2 separate regions of the Mus musculus genome follow, and region 2 is linked to region 1. The links are chromatin contacts, called in public Hi-C maps. All regions are on one chromosome and are shown on one strand. The core of a region is the stretch at or near the end of the contact, and the rest is flanking DNA. Distances in the headings are between cores, read along the strand shown. Region 1 overlaps Myt1l (myelin transcription factor 1-like). Region 2 overlaps Myt1l (myelin transcription factor 1-like).

The links. A called contact is a pair of places that touch in the nucleus more often than the background predicts.
Region 2: a Hi-C map of cerebral cortex shows a contact between it and region 1, with 2.2 times the contacts expected there. The contact joins two enhancer-like sites. A contact is called at or near these places in 2 of 484 Hi-C or Micro-C datasets (cerebral cortex and nephron progenitors), 2 of 115 datasets of contacts at active chromatin or transcription factors (extraembryonic endoderm stem cells and fibro-adipogenic progenitors) and 2 of 9 other capture datasets (adipose tissue and pancreatic islet).

The regions. Positions count from the first base shown.
Region 1 is chr12:29,721,988-29,725,371 of GRCm38.p6, forward strand. The region is part of intron 3 of Myt1l (myelin transcription factor 1-like); the gene reads left to right. Among named protein-coding and RNA genes, the nearest start is that of C630031E19Rik, 37 kb to the left of the region's middle. Within about 2 kb of position 1,819, at least 37 of the 459 cell types and tissues checked have an H3K27ac peak or open chromatin away from gene starts, as enhancers often do. A contact at or near this core is called in cerebral cortex, where this site is marked.
Region 2 is chr12:29,829,714-29,833,097 of GRCm38.p6, forward strand. Myt1l (myelin transcription factor 1-like) reads left to right here. Exons shown (of 25, transcript NM_001093775.1): 11 at 2,575-2,709. Among named protein-coding and RNA genes, the nearest start is that of Gm46346, 84 kb to the right of the region's middle. Within about 2 kb of position 1,833, at least 16 of the 459 cell types and tissues checked have an H3K27ac peak or open chromatin away from gene starts, as enhancers often do. A contact at or near this core is called in cerebral cortex, where this site is marked.

The sequences.
Region 1 (3,384 bases), core at 569-3,068:
ACAAAAAAGGAAAGGTTATTGTTTAATAGTGTCATATCAGTGCGTAATGCTGACAAGGAATTAATTGTCCTGGATATTTTTATGTCAACTTGACACAAGCTAGAGTCATTTGGGAACAAGGACTCTCAATTGAGAAAAATGACTTTATAATTTTGCCTATCAGCAACTCTGTAGGGCATTTTCTTAATTAGTGATTGATATAGGAAGACCTAGCCAATTGTTACTGGTAGCATCCCTAGAAAGGTGCCCCTGTGGTATAAAAGAAAGCAGGCTGAGCAAGCCAATAAGCAGCACTCCCCCATGGTCACTGTATTAGCTCCTATCTCCAGATTCCTGCCCTAACTTTCCTGAATGATGGACAGTAAACTGTAAAGTAAAATAAGCCCATTTATCCCTAAGTTGCCTTAAGTTATGAAGTGTTTGAAATGTTGGACTTATGTCTGTAGAAGCACAGCCCATGGTTCTTGCTCTACAGGAGAAGAATGAAGTTGGACTTAAACCAGGAGAATTGGTAGAGGGATGAGAGCCAGGTAGACTTGTAAATATCTCTGTCTTCAGTAGAAAGCTCAAGTTTCTGGGCTCAGAGTTTAAGAGCACTTGCTCTTGCGCAATCACAGACTGCTCCTAGTGACCACTGAGTAGCTCCCCTTCCTGTTTGAGGAAGAATCCAAAAATATTAGAAGCAAGAAGATTCTAATAGTCCTGGACATGGAGTGTAAGGAAAGCTTCGAATTGAGCTTCGGATGTCTGGGATGTTGTTGTTGTTGTTGTTGTTGCTGCTGCTGCTGCTGCTGCTGCTGCTGTTGCTGTTGCTGTTGCTGTTGCTGTTGTTGTTTTTCTTTTTTCTTTTTACCAATTTTGACTTTGTGACTTACATTCCTAATGTATTTAGGTGGCAAGACAAGATATCCTAATATTTAAAAATATTTTGAAAACATTATCCTCCAAGATCCTTTCCTTAGGAAGCTATGGAGTTATTTCCCACAAAAAGGAAACAAAACAGACAGAGGCAAGCTGGGAGGTAGCAATCACAGACTATACTACCCAGAGCATGGATCCTGGTATTGTCTAGACATGTACCCAGTATAGCACTGGCCAAGGATCAAGGAGCAGAAAGGACTCTTGTGGTAGCTTCCAGATGGATGTATACAGTCTCTGCTTGTTATACAAGGTGGTAGATTAATTCTGAAAGTTCATGGGTGAATTCACCCTGAGGACACAGTAAGGCAGGTGAGTTACTGACTGTGGAAGGAAACAGATACAGGTGAGAAGCATGGTCTATTGCAAGCATGGCTCACCAACCAGCAGTGTCCTCTCTATTAGTACTCTGGGGTGTTCCCTAGCATCTACACGTTGTCCAATAGGGCTGTGCAAGGCATGGGTTGATAGGTATGCTCAGAAGGTGCACTCTCCATTCTCTAGAGTAGAAACTAATAGTAGGTACAGCATCCTTAGACATCCATAGAGCCACATTCATTTGTTCAGGAATTTGGGGATAGGAATGGCTAGCACACTTGAAAGTCTTTCCCTCTGGGACCTGAAAACAATGAAAATATATATTATATTGTCTAAAATCAGTGTTCTGTTATTCATTGCAATGGGCTATCAGAAGTCATAGTTTGTGCATCTGGTGCTAGACTCTTTCAAGTTTGGGGACTCATAGGAGTGTGTCCTGGGTCCCAGGCAGGGTAAGTCCATCAGGTGAGCAGAAGGAAGAAAAAGAATACAGCTCGTGCTTTCTCTCTCGGGTGAGAGTCTGTGGAGGGCTGCAGCCTCCCTCCGGGCTCATCCATCTGTGAATAATCGTGTTTGGCAGCTGATACATGCTGGCTCCTCAGGAGCAGAGCGCGCCAGCAGGAGCGCTGAGTTCCTGGCTTGGGTTGTTGCAAGAGGTGGTTTCCTGACTGTTGCCATGCTAACAAAGGTGCTAAAATAGCTGTTTCAAAGACACTTAAAACTGAATAGCCTAGATATGTCTCCCACTCAAACAGTCTTCTATTGGAGTGGTGGCTCGCGTGTGGCTGTGACTTTCCACGGAGACCACCCCGCAGTGCTCATGCAGCCACTTAATGGGCTGTCCCTCCGCCAGGGAACTCCATAGTCAGTCTACAGTTCTGATGTTTCTTTATCACATAACACATACCCTGATCCTGTTTAAGCCACAGATTTACAAACCACACTGCCAAATGTACAAATAGCCAGGAGCCAATTTAACCCAGAATTATCTGCCCCATCTCTCTGAATTTCAGTCATATGCTCAGTGTGGCTGTTAGCAGATACGCTCTGTGTGCACGTGCGTGTGAGCACCCACGCTCATGCGTATGCAGGTGCACATTCACTTGCCTGTGCGTGCATGTGAAAGCCAGAGAACAACCTCAGAGACCATCCTTCTTGGCTTCTTCTTCTTTTTTTTTTTTTTTTTTTTTTTTTTTTTTTTGTAGCAGGGTTTCTACAGACCTAAGAAGTGCAGATTTTTCTAGTCTGGATATGGAACAAACCTCAGAGACCATCTTGTCTCTGGCTCCCATACCCAGCTTTCCAGCATTTCTTTTAACATGGATTTATTGAGAGGGGTCAATCATTGGTCCTCACTTGCATAGCAAGCATCTTACGCACTGAACCATCTCTATAGTCTCTTTGGTTGGTTTTATACTAAAGGGTACAATAGGATGAAATATACATTGCAGACCAACTGTCTGCTGTACACCAAGCTCAAAGACTAAGAAAAAAATCCCAGTTACATTATACGTGATAAAGGGCTTGCAAATGTCAGCCTGGGGAAGAATTTTCTTCACTAACCCATCCTTTGGAGAAAAGATTTAAAGGGGGCAAAAGAAAGGACTATGAGAAGGAAGAGGGGAAGAAAGAATAGGAGGAAGGAAATAAACAAAGCTCCCTTTCTTTAGCCCCTGCAGCAAACATTTTAGATGAGTTGTCTATTTTCAGTATAAGATATATTACCAAGTTTGTAAACCTCAGTATAGAACAAGCCTAAAGAACAAAATACACAGTAATCAATACTTTTCTATGTTGGGACAAATAATGCTTATTGACCACATAGCTGATTTCAAGTAAATTAAGCAGCACACACTCTTGTTAAGAAGGGACAGCAATTCTTTCTTATCATTTCATGACTATTAATAAAAATTAAGGTTTAAGTAATCTTAACCATTAATAACTCACTGGCCTAAAACTATATTTTTCCATACTGCTTTGCCATATGTAGTGTGGAGGAGTTTGTAACAGTGAATAAGACACCTCAAAAATCCAGTGTGTAGACCCACATTTCTCAAGAAATCTCCTCCACTCCCTTCCAGCAACCATTAATCACTAACTGCCTATATATCAATGGGCTCAATCCTACACAGGTCGCATTAGGGTAGT
Region 2 (3,384 bases), core at 583-3,082, 110 kb after region 1:
CAACAATTTCTAGGTTTCCTTATCAGTAGTTACATTCTGAGCCAAATAGATGAAGCCAAGTAAACACACACACACACACACACACACACACACACACACGTCTGCACACAGACACACATCAACAAACAAACCATAAAAGGAGTGAAGAGATTAAAGCTGGCTTAAAAAATAGCTAAATTTATGGGACCATATCTCACCGACATGCCTGAAGCTGCCCATCAACATGCTGTGTTGTGGCTTCTCTATCCCCTCTTTAAAGACAACACGTGTATCTACTCTCATTCCACACATCTTAATTAAAGCACTAACGTATAACCTTTCAAAATATTAAGTTAATATGAAAGGAACTCTTGCCTTCCACACAACTCCCTGCATCTCTCTCCAGGGTGGAAGGGAAATAAGCTGAATTCAGCACACTTTTTTTTTCTATTAAGTTATTGCAAGGTTTCTGGTCCTTTTGTTTGCTTTGTGTTTTCCTGCTTGTTTGAACATTGAATTGAGATTGCAAAAGATGAGGAATGAAGGGAGAGTGAGGGTGGAGGCCATGGCAGCCCCACCCTGCAGGGAAGCAAGAGCAGATTATGCTCCTAGTCTCTACAACCTCAGAGAGTTTTGAGACATTTTTTTAAAATAGAAAAGTCACTTAATTTCAAAACTATTTCAACATCTGTGAAATCATGTTGTTTGTAAGTAATAACTGGGTCCTATAAGGCAGTTACTTTATGATTAAAGTGAGTAATAATGGTTGTAAGTTGTTTCTTAATCCTGTATAAGTCATTTGTATCTAGTTAAAAGTTTCTTAAATTTAGCACTTTATATTATCAAGGCTGTCCTTTGGAACTGTTACTGTGTGCTTACTATTTTATAATGACATGGATTTACTTTTAGTAGTAATGAAATTACTCAAAGGGCAACAAAATGCTAGGCTTTACTTTGTATCTATAAGGTTTTTAAAACTAAAATGCCAGGACTCTTGGGTTTGTTGGCAGAGGTCATGAGGCAAGGGTAGAGACAGGCCAGCAACTGGCAATGCCAAGGAAATGTTTTGTTCCACACCAGTGCTGGCTGTAGAGATGACAGCACCTGGCAGGAACATTCTGCATATGACATGTCAGCAGAGAAAGAAGGGGGGGGGGTGTCCTTCACATCAACATAACAGTCTTTGTAAGATCCCAGGAGTCTTTTGTCTATTTCACATTCTCATAAGTGACACAAATAAGTCTATAAGAGTTCAAAAATTCCAAAATCTGGCCAGGTATAGTGGTTCACGCTGATAATCCCAGCACTTAGGAGACTGAGGCAGAAGTATTTTCATGAGTTTAAAGTCAACCTAAGTGATATAATTGAGATCCAGGCCAAATTGGATTACAGGGTAGTATTCAGTCTCAAAAGACCCAAACAAATAAAATTCAAACTCAAGATATTTCCTCTTATATATAAATAATTCTTAACCAAAGGTAAAACATGTATTTTCTACCAAGTACATTTGACCTAATTATTGAGATATTCATATAAAAGAACTAAATTCCTAAGGGAAACTTAACTCTAGTCTTTACTGGACCAAAGAATAGTGACTACTATTGGTAATCTACACAACTGGTTTTCAAATGCTTGTTCCAAAACAGTGTGTCACAGTCTACGATTTATTATTCAGGCTGAGCTGAGCTGACCTCAAAAATACTTTCTAGAACTGTTGTAATGCATGAGGGTGAACTGTGGTTGATCTGGGTGTAGAAAACCTCTATTAGGATATTGTTACATCTCTGGCATCCAGCATTCAATTCTGGACCAAACGTCTGCTCTGATTGGCTCTTGGCTGGCGCTGCAGAGAAGCTGGCAGCGCTCTAGATCAGCCCGACCTCCTACTTTGTGTATGCATGCACGGCATTACACGAGCCTTCCTCTGGTTCCAAGTACAGACGAAGAAATCAAAACAAATGGTTGCTCCAGCGGCTTCTGAGGCGTTTTTTGATTGCCCATCACCCTGCCAGGTGGGAACGCCACCCTTCCCGTCATTTGCTTACAGTGCCTTCTGAGAGTTCAGTTGATTTTCCAAAAATGGGCTGAACTGCTATGCTAAGAGAAAAATTTGCAGGAAAATTCTGTGGTTTATGGCATATTGAGACCAGAGCACTCGAAAGAAGGAATCAGGTTTTGAGTAGCACCGTGCTCTGGTTGAATTGTATGGGGAAACTGCTGAATGAAAATAACATGGAGTTTTGTTCTCTGAGAAGGTCACTGTCTCATCACTATTTACATTGATTTCTTTGAGCAACACAGCTTATCATGTAACACACGGGAAAACAATTAATCAAGAGTTAAAGTTAGAGATAGGTGCTTTTATTTTCCTTTTGGATAAAAATCAAAATTCTTTATCATTCCTGATTACACTGTATAAGGTTGAAAATATCACCCACACCCAAAAAGATATGAAGCAAAAGCCTGCTGTCCCAGCCTGTCCCTGACACCTGCATAATTTCTTTGTTTAGCAAAGGTCTCTTCAGGTTGCTGGATAACCGCATGAGTCTGCAGTTGGTAAACGTTCATTTTCTTGACACCTGTTGTCGCTTTTAGATCCCTCAAGAACAGAAAAGAGAGAGAGCAAGTGTCCAACCCCCGGGTGTGATGGAACCGGCCACGTAACTGGGCTTTACCCGCATCACCGCAGTCTGTCTGGATGCCCGCACAAAGATAGGGTCCCTCCAGAAAGTAAGTCGTGTCTCGCCGCTCCCCGGGGCGTGCAAGCACTCTGGCTTTGTCAATCATCCCTTCCCCAACCTCATCTTCATGGCACCTCAGTGCAGCTGTCACTGACCAGACTCTTCCTCAGCCTGGAGGGCACCTCAGGAAGCTTCCCCTATCTCCTGGATATTCTGGGTACCAGCTCTGAAGAGCGGCTCACCCTGAAGCTGACTCCCTGGAACAGGCTCCCAGGCCCACTGGGTTCTGGTCCTAGCCTCCGTTTTATTTACTCTGTTATCCCCGGCAGGTCATTTCTCTACTTGGTCTCACACATTACAGAACTGAACTAGCCAGCCTCTAAAACAACCTATCAACAAGGGTCATCTAGAAATCCCAGAAAAAGGAGGCCTTGGGGTTCCTGCCCAAATTTCTGAACTACTGCAAACTGTCCAAGCAGCATTTAAAACAGTTTTGTTACAGTCACAGCAGTCTGTCTCACACTACAGGAGCATCTGCACACTAATGATGTTAAATGAACAGGTTTGGAGCTGGTGGGGTTTTCTTTTACACCTTTCTACATCTTTCTAGTAGATAGGTTCTGAAGCTACAAAATCCATCAATGAAAAGTGTTTTCTTTAGATTTGAAATGATATGTATCCTTTTTTTTATTTACTTTTTTCTTGGCAAGAAATGTGCCAACTG